Linked DNA regions of Sus scrofa: all the other regions are linked to region 2. Evidence: chromatin contacts called from public Hi-C data. All regions are on one chromosome and are shown on one strand. Each heading gives the region's core, a stretch centred on a gene start, on an enhancer-like site or on the middle of the called end of the contact. The rest is flanking DNA. Distances are from core to core; before and after follow the strand shown. Region 1 overlaps AKAP7 (A-kinase anchor protein 7). Region 2 has its middle 79 kb from the start of ARG1. Region 3 overlaps AKAP7 (A-kinase anchor protein 7).

Region 1 (4,304 bases), core at 235-2,734, 190 kb before region 2:
GTGTGTTAATTTTGTGTATTCTTAGTTTCATGGACTTATAATGGGGTGTATTGCATAAGAGAATACTGAAAGTAGTTTTGTGTATTTTAAGGCTATTTTGATTATCACTGTGATTTCAAAGTTTTAGCTTCTTTAATCAAATGAAGCCTCAGAAAATCTTATTTAATTACTTTGTCTCTGAAATAATAACTAAATATCAAGTCATCTTTATAGTTTCTTTAGAGTATATTTGTTCCACATAGTTAGACAACTAGTTTAGGTTTATGCTTTTTATAATGCATTCTTTTGGATTTATTTTTCCCATTGAGTGACTGTATTTCTGTGGTTTTTGAACATTGCAGAAATTGGTTGGTTAGAAGTGTGTGCTAACACTTGGTGGCAGAAGAAGACCAATTTCAAATCAAACATGCAGGTCCAGATTCTTTAAGAAATAAATTCAGTATTTCCATGGATAGACCAGTTGTTTTTAAGCATAAATTATTTTGTAAACTTCTTAGATATCTTTCCTGAGTTATGACTTTCAAATTTCAAAGCTGTAAGTTATTAATGTGTACTTCCTTATAGCAGCTTTTCAGAGAGTCAGACAATGAGAGATTTTTAGAATGAAAGAAATGATCTTCTTTGAAATTATTAGTTATTGTCATTGAGGCTGGTTTGTTTTGAGTGCAGAATTTGATATGCACAAAGCAAGGGCAGAGGGGTGGTTGTCAGACTGTGTGATGATGAGGTTGGGGGAAGTAGGGAAGAAGATATAAGGCAGACATCAGTGGGAGTGGCAGTAAATAGTAGAAGAGAAGAGTGTGTGGGGAGTTCCTTTTGTGGCTCAGTGGGTTAAGAACCTGACTAGTATCCATGAGGATGTGGGTTTGATCCCCCCGGCCTTGCTCAGTGAGTTGAGGATCTGGCATTGCTTCAGGCTGCGGTGTAGGTCGCAGATGTGGCTCAGATCTGGTGTTGCTGGCTTAGGCCAGCAGCTGCAGCCTTGATTCAACCCCTAGCCTGGGAACCTCCGTATGCTATAGGTGTGGCCCTAAAAAAAAAAAAAGAAGACCACGAGGACAAGAGTGTGGATGGAAATGCTTTTCTGATGGTACCATTAAGAAGAAAACCCAATCCCTGTATTATTTGGTGATTGGATCAGGATTGTAATTTACAGTTTCTATGTTAGGTTGGCTGAATCCCAACCTTCTTGACATCCTGCCCAGCCAGGATTCTCTGCTGTCATCTTTCCACACCTACAACCATTATTTATTCTTATACCCATCAGGTAGCACATTTTCTTAGGATCTTGTTAACTGGCCTGGTGTAATTTGGCTGCCACTCAACCTTCCTGGGTCTGCATGATAATGGGCCTTTACAAACCATTTGAAACTCAAGGATACTGGTCTATTACTTTTCAAAGGAGCCTCTGTAATATATTTGGCTGAGTGTGAATTTTCTTGTTTTAGCTCTGTTGTTTAACTGGACAAATCTCCTAACCTCCCTTGACCTCTGTGCTCATGATGCAAGAGGAGCTTAGTCCTAATGACTCTTGACCCCCTCACTCTTCGGAAATGTTGTGTGAAGTAAGCATTTTAACCAAATAGGCTAATTTGCCTTCACATGGAGAATTTTTTTCGACTATAGACTGGCTTTCTTGTATGCATGGAAGGAGAAAATGACACACAGGGAAAGACCTTTAAGAACTGTTAGGAAGATGGTGGCAATCTTTCCACCTTTCCTCCTGGAAAACCTACGGAGCAATAAAGACGATGGGGACAATATCACAGACTACATTTTGAGTGAAACTGGGAGATAGAAAAATCTATAGATGCCAAATTATGTGCAAGTGTGGCCTGAAGCAACAGGGACCAGCAGAACTTGCGTGAGACGCTGCTTGAGGGTGCAGAATACTGTACAGGTCTATTGGCGTGAGAGCTCAGAAGCCATCAGCAAGTCTTCACTCCCAGAGGGTGAGGGCTCCACTGTAAGAAGGGACAGACGATGCCAAAGGGGGCCCAGAGGGCATGAGTCTCAGTATGTACCATCTTCAGAAAGGGAGGGGAGTGCCTTCAGGGCGAGTAGTGGAGATGTTGAGCAGGGACCCTTATTGTAAAGAGTTGTCCATCACTGCACCCGAGAGGGCCTGCCAGGCCACATGCCACTGTCATTCTTTCCCCGCACTTTAGGTGCCCTTGATATTAGGGAGCCTTTATTTATTATTCCTGACAATACTGGTCTTGGTACAAGATAAAGCAGATTGATTGTTTCAGTAACCTATTCCTGAAAATACATCTTTTCATATTATTAGGTACACTTAGATCTAAGGCTCTAGTATGGAATTCTTCGTGGATTTTTCTTAGTTAAAAATCAGTAAATAAAGGAGTTCTTTTGCAGCACAGCAGGTTCAGGATCAGGCATTGTCACTGTAGCGGCTTGGGTTGCCACTATGGCTGGGGTTTGATCCCTCGTCTGGGATCTTTTATATGCAGTGGGTGTGGCCAAAAAAAATCAATAAAGAAAACACAACAACACATCTCTTTGTTCGAGGTTTTTTTAGCATTAAAAATTCAGTGAAATCTGCTGTGAGATGGGATTGCAATTTCTTCTGAGATTCTAGGTGCCATTATTCAACTGTATCATCTATAGTGTGTCAAAGAGCACTGTATATATAGCTACTGATTTCACTTCTGTTTCAAATGCATTTTTCAGCTTCATGCTGTTGTGTTGTCTGTTTCCATATATTGAAAAAACTAAATAAGTAAGCTTATGATTATTTAAAAATTAGAAATGAGATCTACAAAGGTAGACTGACTAAATGTTCATTTGTAACCTTTGCATACTTTATACATCTTTGAATATTGAAATGTATAGGACATAATAAGAAGAAAGGTGTATTATTTGAAGGAAGAATTCTGGGAGTTGATTAATATCAAAATACCCAAATGGCTTCTGGTTAACCCTTTTTCTATTAGAGAGTTTGAAAAATTTGAAAACCCTAGAAGAAATGACACAGCCTCATGTTAAGTCTGTGCAAAGTGGAATGGAGATTAAAAAAATTATTATTATTAGTGTATTTTTAAAGTATAGTTGATTTACAATGTTGTGCTGGAGTGGAGATTTGAAGTTCAGTATTTTCATTGACATTTTCTAAAAATCTTCTCTCAGAACCTCTCTTAGGGTTTTATGAGAGATAAGGATTCTGTGATGGGTTAAATAAAGTTAATTTGAGTATTTATTTTAGAACTTCTTAGGATCTCTGACATAGGAATGTTTATTGTGAATCTTGAGCACTTACAGTGGCAAAGGTTTAGTTTTTGCCCCTCAACACGTGTCATCTGTGGCTCTGCTCCACCTTGTCTGTGTTTGGAACCTTGGCTGAGTGGCTTCTGGCTAGGACTTTGCTGGTCCTTTGGCAGAAGGCAAAGAAAGATGGTGATTCACAAGCTGAATGCTTCTGCTAAGAAGTGATGCACATCGTTCCTGTTTATGTCTTACTGGCCAAAGCAGGTCATATGGTCTCTTCTGAGTTCCGCAGAACAGGATGTATATAAACCTATTTGCAGAAAAGGACACCACAAGGAAAGCAATGAATGTTTTGAACAGTTTTATGTTCTACCCCAGCATCGTTTCCCAGGTATCAGCGTGTCCTTTTTTCATCCACTGCGTTTGGCAGCACCTGGTTTAGGAAATGCTGATTTTGATAGTTCAGGCTTAAATATATGTATAACACACACACACATAAATTATATGTATACACACACAGTTTTTTTGCCCACACCCACAGCATGCAGAAGTTCCCAGGCCAGGGATCGAACCTCTACCTCAGCAACAACCCAAACCCCTGCAGTGGCAATGCCGGATCTTTAACACGTTACCCTACAAGAAAATTCCTAAAGTGGTATTTTGCTTCAGGCATATGGATTCAGTGGACGTTTTACTTATTTTCTAGCATTTGTATCCACAGACGAATTTCTGATCTAAGTGTAATTTAAGAAACAGAGTTTTAGAGCTGGCATTAAAAGATGCAATGATGAAATTTTCAAGGTAATGAGAATCAAATGAGTTTGCCTTAACCCTAGTAAGATATAAATGTTGTGTCTATCTTAACAATTACCATTAGTGATGGGAAAATTTTTTTCTCAGAAAGTAATCTTTTGACATTTTGAGACCTCTACTAATTTTATTTTTCTAGTCAAGGACAGGACGGAGCATAATGATCTTGTATGAAATTGGCAAACCCCACAGTGGGTTGATTATGGTTAAAAGCAAAATAGAACATATAAGCAAGGAAATGTAAACTTTATTGCAAAATGGTGTTGATA
Region 2 (4,149 bases), core at 1,130-3,629:
TTTTCTTCCCTTAGTGTTGAAGAAGGGGAATGGCTGATCCTTGATCATTTTTTGTTTGCAGTTCAGGTTTTGTTTTTCTTTTTCCCTTTCAGGGCCGCACCCTTGGCATATGGAGGTTCCCAGCCTAGGGGTCTAGTTGGAGCTGTAGCCACCGGCCTACACCACAGCCATAACAACACCATATCCAAGCCACGTCTGCGATCTACACCACAGCTCACGGCAAAGCCAGATCCTTAACCCACTGAGCGAGGCCAGGGATCGAACCCACAACTTCATGGTTCCTAGTTCGATTTGTTTCTGCTGTGCCACGATGGGAACTCCTGCAGTTCAGGTTTTCGTTCAGTACCCATCAACACCCCTCTTATGGTTGAACTGTGTCCCCTAGCCCAAAGATACATCAAAGTCCTAACCCCAGTATCAGACCATGATCTTATTTGGAAATAGGATCTTTACAAAGGCAATCGAGTTAAAATGAGATTATCAGGGTGAACCCTAATTCAATATGACTAGTGTCTATACAAAAAGGGGACAGACCCAGAGACAGACAGGATACAGAGGAAAGATAGCCACGCAAACATTGAGGACTGGAGTGGTGCATCTGTAAGCCAAGGATTGCCAAGGATTTCTGGCTAACACCGTAAGCTAGAAAAAGGCAAAGAAGGGTCCTCCCAACATGTTTCAGCGGGAACATGGCTCTGCCGACACCTTGATTTTCAGATTCTAGCCTCCCAAACTGTGAGACGGTAAATGTCTATTGTTTTAAGCCACTCAGTTTGTGGTACTTGGTTACAGTGGCCCTTGCAAACAAAAATAACCTTGACTTCTACTATCCCCTGCCGGAAGCGCACAGAATTCAGTCTCCTCCTGCACCTGCCCTCCTAGCTGCTATTTAGGTTTTCATCCCAGTACTTTGATGGGACTTAGAATAATGCAATGAAAGGCTAATCATTTGTTAGACGTTCCAAAGAAGGCTTTAGGAAAATTATTTCACAATTTGAGGTGAGTGAATGCATGTGTTATAGTTCAAGATGAGGGCTTATTTATATAATCTCAAATTGGCTAGTGAATATGTTCGTTCATTTAAAAGCTGTGTAATTATTTAACCTGATTTAAGATGTAAGATAACTTAAGAAGACAGGAATCCTGCTGTGAAAATAATTGGATAGTGGGTTAAGTTTGGAGCTATTGCTTCATATGGATTTATGAATTATGAAAATAAGAATTTCCCCCTTGGAGTTTCTGCTGTGGTGCAGTGGGTTAAAGACCTGGCGTTATCTCTGCAGTGATGCTGGTTCGAACCCTGGCTCAGCAGAGTGGGTTAAGGATCAGGTGTTACCACAGCTCTGGCATAAGTCAGTCCCTGGCCCAGGAACTTCCATTTGCTGCGGGTGCGGCCAATAAAGAAAAAAAAATTTCCTCCTTGTCTTCTTCATCCTTCCTCCCTATTGATACACTCCTAGCCTCCCAACAGGGCACCACTTTTTCTCCTACAGGTTTTCTGTGCCCCGTCCCCAGGGCAGAGAACGGAAGGGCCCTTTGGTACTTTCCAGGATGCTACAGCAGGCTAGGTCCTGACCTGGAACATTTGAAGCCTCTTTGTGTCTATTGCTGAGGAAGGTGCTTCTCAGAGGCTGGTACTATTATAAGCTATCCTTATCATTTAGATGTCTGCATGTAATGTCATTGGTAATTTTTTCTTTTTTTTTTTTTCTTTTCTTTTTGTCTTTTCTAGGGCCATTCCCGTGGCACGGAGATTCCCAGGCTAGGGGTCTAATCAGAGGTGTAGCCACCAGCCTACACCACAGCCACAGCAACGTGGGATCCAAGCCGCACCTGTGACCTACCCCACAGCTCACAGCAATGCCGGATCCTTAACCCACTGAGCAAGGCCAGGGATCGAACCTACAACCTCATGATTCCTAGTCGGATTCGTTAACCACTGAGCCACAACAGGAACTCCGGTAACTTTTTCTATTTTTAATTCTGAGAAGGAAAATTTCCCCCTATCCTATCCATTGCCAATATTTAATCATCTAATAAATACATGTTTTCTTATTTCTGTTCTTCGTGAAAGGAAGACACTAATTCAAATTCTTAGAAAAGGGATTACCTTCCCAGAAGAAATGTGCATTTTATCAGGGCCCCTGATCCAAAGACATTAATACCTGTATCTCTTATTCTCTGTAGGGTTGCTGAGGGTGGATTTTGGGGGAAGGGTCTTACCTAGTGGGTCCTAAAGCACGTAGCCATGTGGCTGCCCACACTGTCTTTGTATAAAGTTATCCTGAAAGCTTGGCAATATGAAAGTGCAGCACTGTGTGTAAACTCTGAGGGTCAAACAGTATGTGGCCTCCCAGTTCATGGAGCAAAAAAGGTCAAAGTCCAAGAGGAGCTGATGCAGGAGATGGGGTGATGGTGGCCTCTTGCCCCTGAGACCGGTATTTCGCCATCCTCCCCACAGCTCATGTTTCCATGACCTTCCTTAAGTGGCAATCAAGCAGTGTTGGGTCAATGTCACCATCTGGTGACTAGTGCCACAAACCACCTGACCTGAAAGTTGTTCCTACTTTCTGGAACAAATTAGACAGAACAAAACCCAACTCCCAATACTCTGCTTTTCCTCAAGGATTAGCATTCACAACTTTTCCCTCTTTAATTGTCATATTGTAATAATATTTTCTATTGTGAATACATAACTTTTTAATAGATTACTCGTTTATTTTTTTCCCATTTAAAGCATATACCTTAATAGTTTTCTGCATAATCACATCACCACAATCCACTTTAGAACCATTTTAAGCAGCCCCCCCAAAGAAACCCCATTCTCCTTAGCCATCACCCATTCTCCTTAGCCATCTCTGCTCCCTCGCCCCCTCCCTTTACTTCCTGGTCCCCTATATGATTTTAATTTTAAATTAAATTAAATCTTTGAAGGCCAGTTCAATGATCTATTTGCTTTTCTTTTCTTTCTTCTTTTTTATGGCCACACCCGTGGCATATGGAAGTTGCCAGGCTAGGGACTGAATCCAAGCTGCAGCTGCACCCATACCACAGCTGCGAAACTTCAGCTCCTTTAACACACTGTGCTGGGCCAAGGATTGAATCCACACCTCCACAGCAACTGAGTCACTGCAGCTGGATTCTCAGTCCACTGAGCCACAGTGGGAACTCCCTGGTGATCTACTTTCTATGCCTAACGTTGTTTCTATGGGTAAATGTGTTCATAGTTACAAACTATTGAAATGTTAATGGCATTGACTTTTGGTTTGCAGCTTCCTGATAATTTGGAAGAAAAAAATATAAACATATATTTGAACACATATCTATATATCATCAAATACATATTTTAATTCAATATCAGGGTGCAAAGTGTGTCATTTTCTTTCACCCTTTGAATAAAATATTTTCGGAACCTCCATTTGGCTGTAAAGGCAAGAAATCCATTCTCACTCATTGTTAGACCCTCATTACTGCAATTTGAAAGGGTTAGTCAAAGGTCCAAGGTGTTTCAGGCAAAGTCTACTGTGAAGGGTCCTCTGTCTTTGGCCTTCGTGGTCACTGCTGACTGTAGTGGAAGCCAATAGAGGGAAGATGTTTCTACTGCTTTGTCAGCTGAGGTGCAAAGGAATCTTTGCCAAGTATTGAGGTTCCTTTCTCAGGGTCAGAGCTGTGTAGATGCTCCAGACAGATGTTCCTTCCCCAGGGGTCCTGCCGTCTCCCCAGAGTGCTTCCGTAGCTGTTCTCTCCCTGTCCTCTCACTGCTCAATGCCACCTGCCCGGGTGGGGAGGGTCCCCATCCCTCCCTCAAGCCCCCATCCGGTTAGAGCAAGCTCTTTCAGTTCAGGCCACCCTGCATTCCCACTCCCAGCCCAGCAGACCCCGATCCCAGCCTCTCCACCCCCAGAAAGCAGATAGTTTCAAAATCTCTCAGTTCTGAGCTGGGAGTAAAGGAAGCCACAGATCTTCTGGATTTCAGTCCTTGCTTGTCACCAAGGTTGGGTTCTGTGGGAAGAACAAGTGCTCCTCACGCTTTCTCACCTCCATATGCACACAAATAAAATAGAAAGTAAGCAACAGTAGCAAAGAAAACAAACACAAATTAATGTGGTATCTTAATAAACTGCCTTTAAATATGGATTCTTGTGATGG
Region 3 (4,279 bases), core at 1,006-3,505, 130 kb before region 2:
GCTGTACAGCAAGGTGACCCAGTCACACATAACATATACATTCTTTTTTCTCACATTATCATGCTCCATCATAAGTGACTAGATATAGTTCCCAGTGCTACACAGCAGGATCTCATTGCTAATCCATTCCAAAGACAATAGTTTGCATCTATTAACCCCAAATTCCCAGTCCATCCCACTCCCTTCCCCCTCCCCCTTGTCAATCACAAGTCTATTCTCCAAGTCCATGATTTTCTTTTCTGTGCAAAAGTTCATTTGTGCCGTATATTAGATTCCAGATATAAGTGATGTCATATTATAAATTCATTTTTCAGTTGTTTATGGATCATGTAGAACTACAGTTAACTTTAGAAATATCTTTTAAATGTATATCTTTCTGTTATTGATTTCTTATTTGACTCCATTGTGGTTTGAGCACAGGCACTGGGTAGATTCAGTAATTTAAAATGTATTGATACTTGTTTTGTGGCTCAGAATATGATCTTCTCTTGTGAAGGGTTTCTGTACACCAAAAAGACTGCATGTTTTGCTGTCGTTGGGTGAAATGCTCTATAATGATCAGTTTGGTGGATTTGTCTACTACTGTTCAAGTCTTCTGTGTTCTTTCTGAACTTTTTTCTCCTCATTCTGTCAATCACAACAGTGTTTTTGAAATTTCAAACTGTAATTGTGGATTATCTGTTAGACTTTCCGTTCTGTTGGTTTTGCTTTAGGTACTCTATTGCTCTTAGGTGCATGCACATTTAGGGTTTTTATATCCTTTGGATGGATCAACTCTTTCGTAATTCTAAAACGTCCCTCTTTATGGCAGCTAATATTCTTTTTTACCTGAAATCTGCTTTGTCTGGTATTGATTCTCTAGCTTTCTTTTGATTAGTTTTAGCGTGATCATCCTTTTCCATCCTTTGACCTTCAACCATTCTCTGTTCTCATACTTGAAGTAGGTTTTTTACTTGAAGTGGTAGACATTCTGGTTGACTCATGTGTCTTATCCAAATTAACCATCTGACTTTTTATTGGCGTCTTAAGACCATCTTCCTTTTCACATGGTTATCAGTATGGGTGAGTTTAAGTCATACCCCTGGCTAGTTGGTTTCTACTTGTCTCATCTACTCTGTGTTCCTTTTTCTTCTCCTTTACTGCCTTATTTTGTATTAAGCAGTTTTAGGATTTCATTGTAGGTTCATTACTAGTTTGTTAGCTATGGCTCTTCTTTGTTTTTACTTTAGTGGTTGCTCTAGGGTTTTAAAATATACATCCTAAGATGGTATGCCTTCACATAATAATATGCCACTTCGTATTTAGTGCAAGACCCTCATGACAGTTCTTTCCATGTTCCATCTCAGTCTCTGCCTTAGTTGTTGTGTACATTTTTTCTTTGTATTTTATAAATTCCATTAAAAGCAGTTATTTGTCTTTTAAGAAGATTAACAAAGAGAGAAAGTATTTTATTTTTATCCATATATGTATAGTTTTTAGTTCTCTCCTCGCCTTTGAATAGATCCAAATTTCCATCTGGTCTCATTTTCCTGCCACTTAAGTTTTTTCTTGAACATTTCTTCTAAGTGCTGGTTGGCTGATGATGGATTAATTCAGCATTTATATGTCTGAAAAAAATCTCTCTTTCAGCCTCATTTTTAAAAGATAATATGTCTGGATAGAGAATTCTGTGCTGCCTTTTTCTTTTTCTTTTAGTAAAAATGCTGTGCTGTTGTCTTTTGGCTCACATTGTTTGTGATGCACAAGTCTGCTATCCTTCCTGTCTTTGTTCCTCTATATAATGCACCCTTTTTCCTTTGGCTGCTCTAATGATTTTCTTTTAATATTGGTTTTCAGCAATTTGATCATGATGTTCCATCTTCACATTCCTTATACTTGATATTTTCTGAGACTCTTGATTTTAGGTTATGGTTTTTTATAGGATTTCAAACATTCAGGCCATTATTTCTTCATATGTATATTTTTTTGCACTCTCCTTCCTCTTTCCTTGAAAACCTCTCCTGATCAGATTGGTGCAGTGGCCAGCCTTGCTATTCCCTCACTCTCTCTGTAACGCTTCCTTTTCTTTCCTGTTGCATCTGCCACAGTTCAGGTCCTCATTGTTTCTTTTTTTGTCTATTGCAACAATTTGTCTCTATTTTTGCCCCTCTCCACTCCTTCCATATTATATTCCACATGGCTATCACAGTGAGGTTTCTAAAATATGCTGTGCTTAAAATCCTGCAGTAGCTCCCCATCGCCTATAGGATGCGCTTGACTCCATAGCATGGTCCATAGGGCCCTTCACCCCTACCTGCTCTGTAGCCCTTCTCCCTGTGCCACCCCCACCCTAGCCATGGCACCCTGAACTCTTCATGCCAGTACCGTGAAGGTACCTCCAAGTCTGCACGTACATCGTGCATTTCCATTCTTCTGTGCACATGCTCATGCCTTTCTTAAATCTGGAAAACCTTCCTGCTTCCCCTTTCCCTGCGCCTGCAAACACCTGTTCACGGAGCTGACGTATCTCCCCTATGAAACGTAACCTTGTTATCCTTCCTGACGCCACTGGACCTTGAACATGTTCTGTTACAGCACTTCACCTGTTGTTTTGCAATCACTGTTTATTGGTCATCCTCCTAGACCGACTTCTGTGTGATCAGAGACTGTGTCATTTTTACATACTTAGTAATGGCACATAGTAAGTACTTTTATTAAAGTCAATTATTGAGTGCATGAGTGATTGGTATTTAGTAGGTATTGAACCATTCTTAAAATAATGTGAACTCAGATTTAATCATAGCACATGTATGAAATGCACAAATAAAATATTTGAGAGCCTACTCTATTCCAGCACGATGTTAGACTTTTTCCATCCCTTCTCTCTTATGTTTACAGCAGCACTACAGGGTCCATTAGCCTCATGAGTGGCCCATTTGAAACTGTATACCTCAGTATGGGACTCAGACCCACAGACTGGAACTCATACCCAGACAGAGGCCAAATTGGGACTTGAAACCACTGGGTTTTTTTTTCATTAAAATCACACACCTGGTCTCAGGACTTAGTGGAGTTCAGGTTGGTTGTGTCTTAGCACAGAAGAAGTTTGGTGAGAGGCAGAGTGACAGGTCAAAAGTAGATTTATTGAGAGATGGACAAAGTCTGGGCCATCTCAGAAGGTGAGAGAATGGCCCTGGGAGAAAGGCATTCCATAGACAGAGTGCGGGCCATCTCAGAAGGCGAGAGGTGAGAGCCTAGAGGCCCTGCAGTACGGGGTGGTGAGTTTTCATGGGCTGCGCAATTTCACAGGCTAATGAGGGGAGGGTTATTCCAGCTATTTCTGGGAAGGGGCAGGTTTCCAGGAATTGGGCCATTGCCACTTTTTGGCCTCAGAACGGTTGTGGCACCTGTGGGCGTGTCACTTAGCATGCTAATCTGTTACAGTGAGCTATGACGAGCTTCAAGGTCCATTGAAAGTCAGATCATCCACTATCTTGGACCTCGTTAGTTTTCACCAGTTTTTGTCACATCCTCAAGGGCTGTGTCGTTCTTTTAAGGGTTGTGCTCTACTCCCTTCCCTCCTGTTTCACACTGATGGGAAATTTCAGTTTGGAGAGATAGTGGACAAGGCTGTGCAGATAGAAAATGGCAGAATTGGATTTCAACCTCATATGTATATCATATTTTCCCCTCCTTGCACATGCATTAGGAGGTCTGTCAACATCACCGCCGATAGTACCATCACGCTATCAGGGTTTCCAATAAGAAATGACCGCATTACAACAGAAATTCTGTGGAGAACAATGTGGATCAAAGTGTGGACTCAGAAAACTGAGGTTACAAACTGAAAAAGAGAAGTCTGTCTAAAAGGCTACAATGTATGTCTGGAAAGAGTTCTTTGGTAGCCTGTTTGGCCTATAAACAGCCAGGGTCTGTGTCTTGTCCCATCTCCGATACGACCATATGATGAGCAGTCTTGAGGGTACAAGTCAGAGAGATCATCCTAAGCCATGTGATTTGGAGGTTCCTGCAATGATGTGTGAAGGGATTGGCTTCAGGCAGTGACTCGGGAACAGTGGAGGGAAGGGCACGTGCCTGATCTGGAGGTACCAGCTGTGTTAATAAAAGACTCAGGGGGCTCAGAACCACTAGTCTTCCTGACAGCTGTAGCTGGGGCTGCCTGGGTCGTGCCCCACCCACTCAGGCAACCGGTCACCCCGTTGGACCTTATCTCCTCTTTGTTTTCCCAGGAGGCTATTATTGATATTTGGTCTGATTGCAATCCACCCCACCGCTCCAG

Evidence for each region. Hi-C and Micro-C count contacts between places; a contact is called where the count stands out from the background.
Region 1: a Hi-C map of liver shows a contact between it and region 2, with 1.9 times the contacts expected there. The contact joins two enhancer-like sites. A contact is called at or near these places in 2 of 47 Hi-C or Micro-C datasets (heart right ventricle and liver).
Region 3: a contact with region 2 is called in a Hi-C map of liver, with 6 times the contacts expected there. The contact joins two enhancer-like sites. A contact is called at or near these places in 2 of 47 Hi-C or Micro-C datasets (fetal liver and liver) and 1 of 2 datasets of contacts at active chromatin or transcription factors (alveolar macrophages).

What each region holds. Positions count from the first base shown.
Region 1 is chr1:32,290,666-32,294,969 of Sscrofa11.1, reverse strand. The region is part of intron 6 of AKAP7 (A-kinase anchor protein 7); the gene reads left to right. Among named protein-coding and RNA genes, the nearest start is that of AKAP7, 69 kb to the left of the region's middle. Within about 2 kb of position 1,484, at least 4 of the 83 cell types and tissues checked have an H3K27ac peak or open chromatin away from gene starts, as enhancers often do. A contact at or near this core is called in liver, where this site is marked.
Region 2 is chr1:32,097,066-32,101,214 of Sscrofa11.1, reverse strand. No RefSeq gene overlaps it. Among named protein-coding and RNA genes, the nearest start is that of ARG1, 79 kb to the right of the region's middle. Within about 2 kb of position 2,379, at least 2 of the 83 cell types and tissues checked have an H3K27ac peak or open chromatin away from gene starts, as enhancers often do. A contact at or near this core is called in fetal liver and liver, where this site is marked.
Region 3 is chr1:32,231,312-32,235,590 of Sscrofa11.1, reverse strand. The region is part of intron 8 of AKAP7 (A-kinase anchor protein 7); the gene reads left to right. Among named protein-coding and RNA genes, the nearest start is that of AKAP7, 130 kb to the left of the region's middle. Within about 2 kb of position 2,255, at least 6 of the 83 cell types and tissues checked have an H3K27ac peak or open chromatin away from gene starts, as enhancers often do. A contact at or near this core is called in fetal liver and liver, where this site is marked.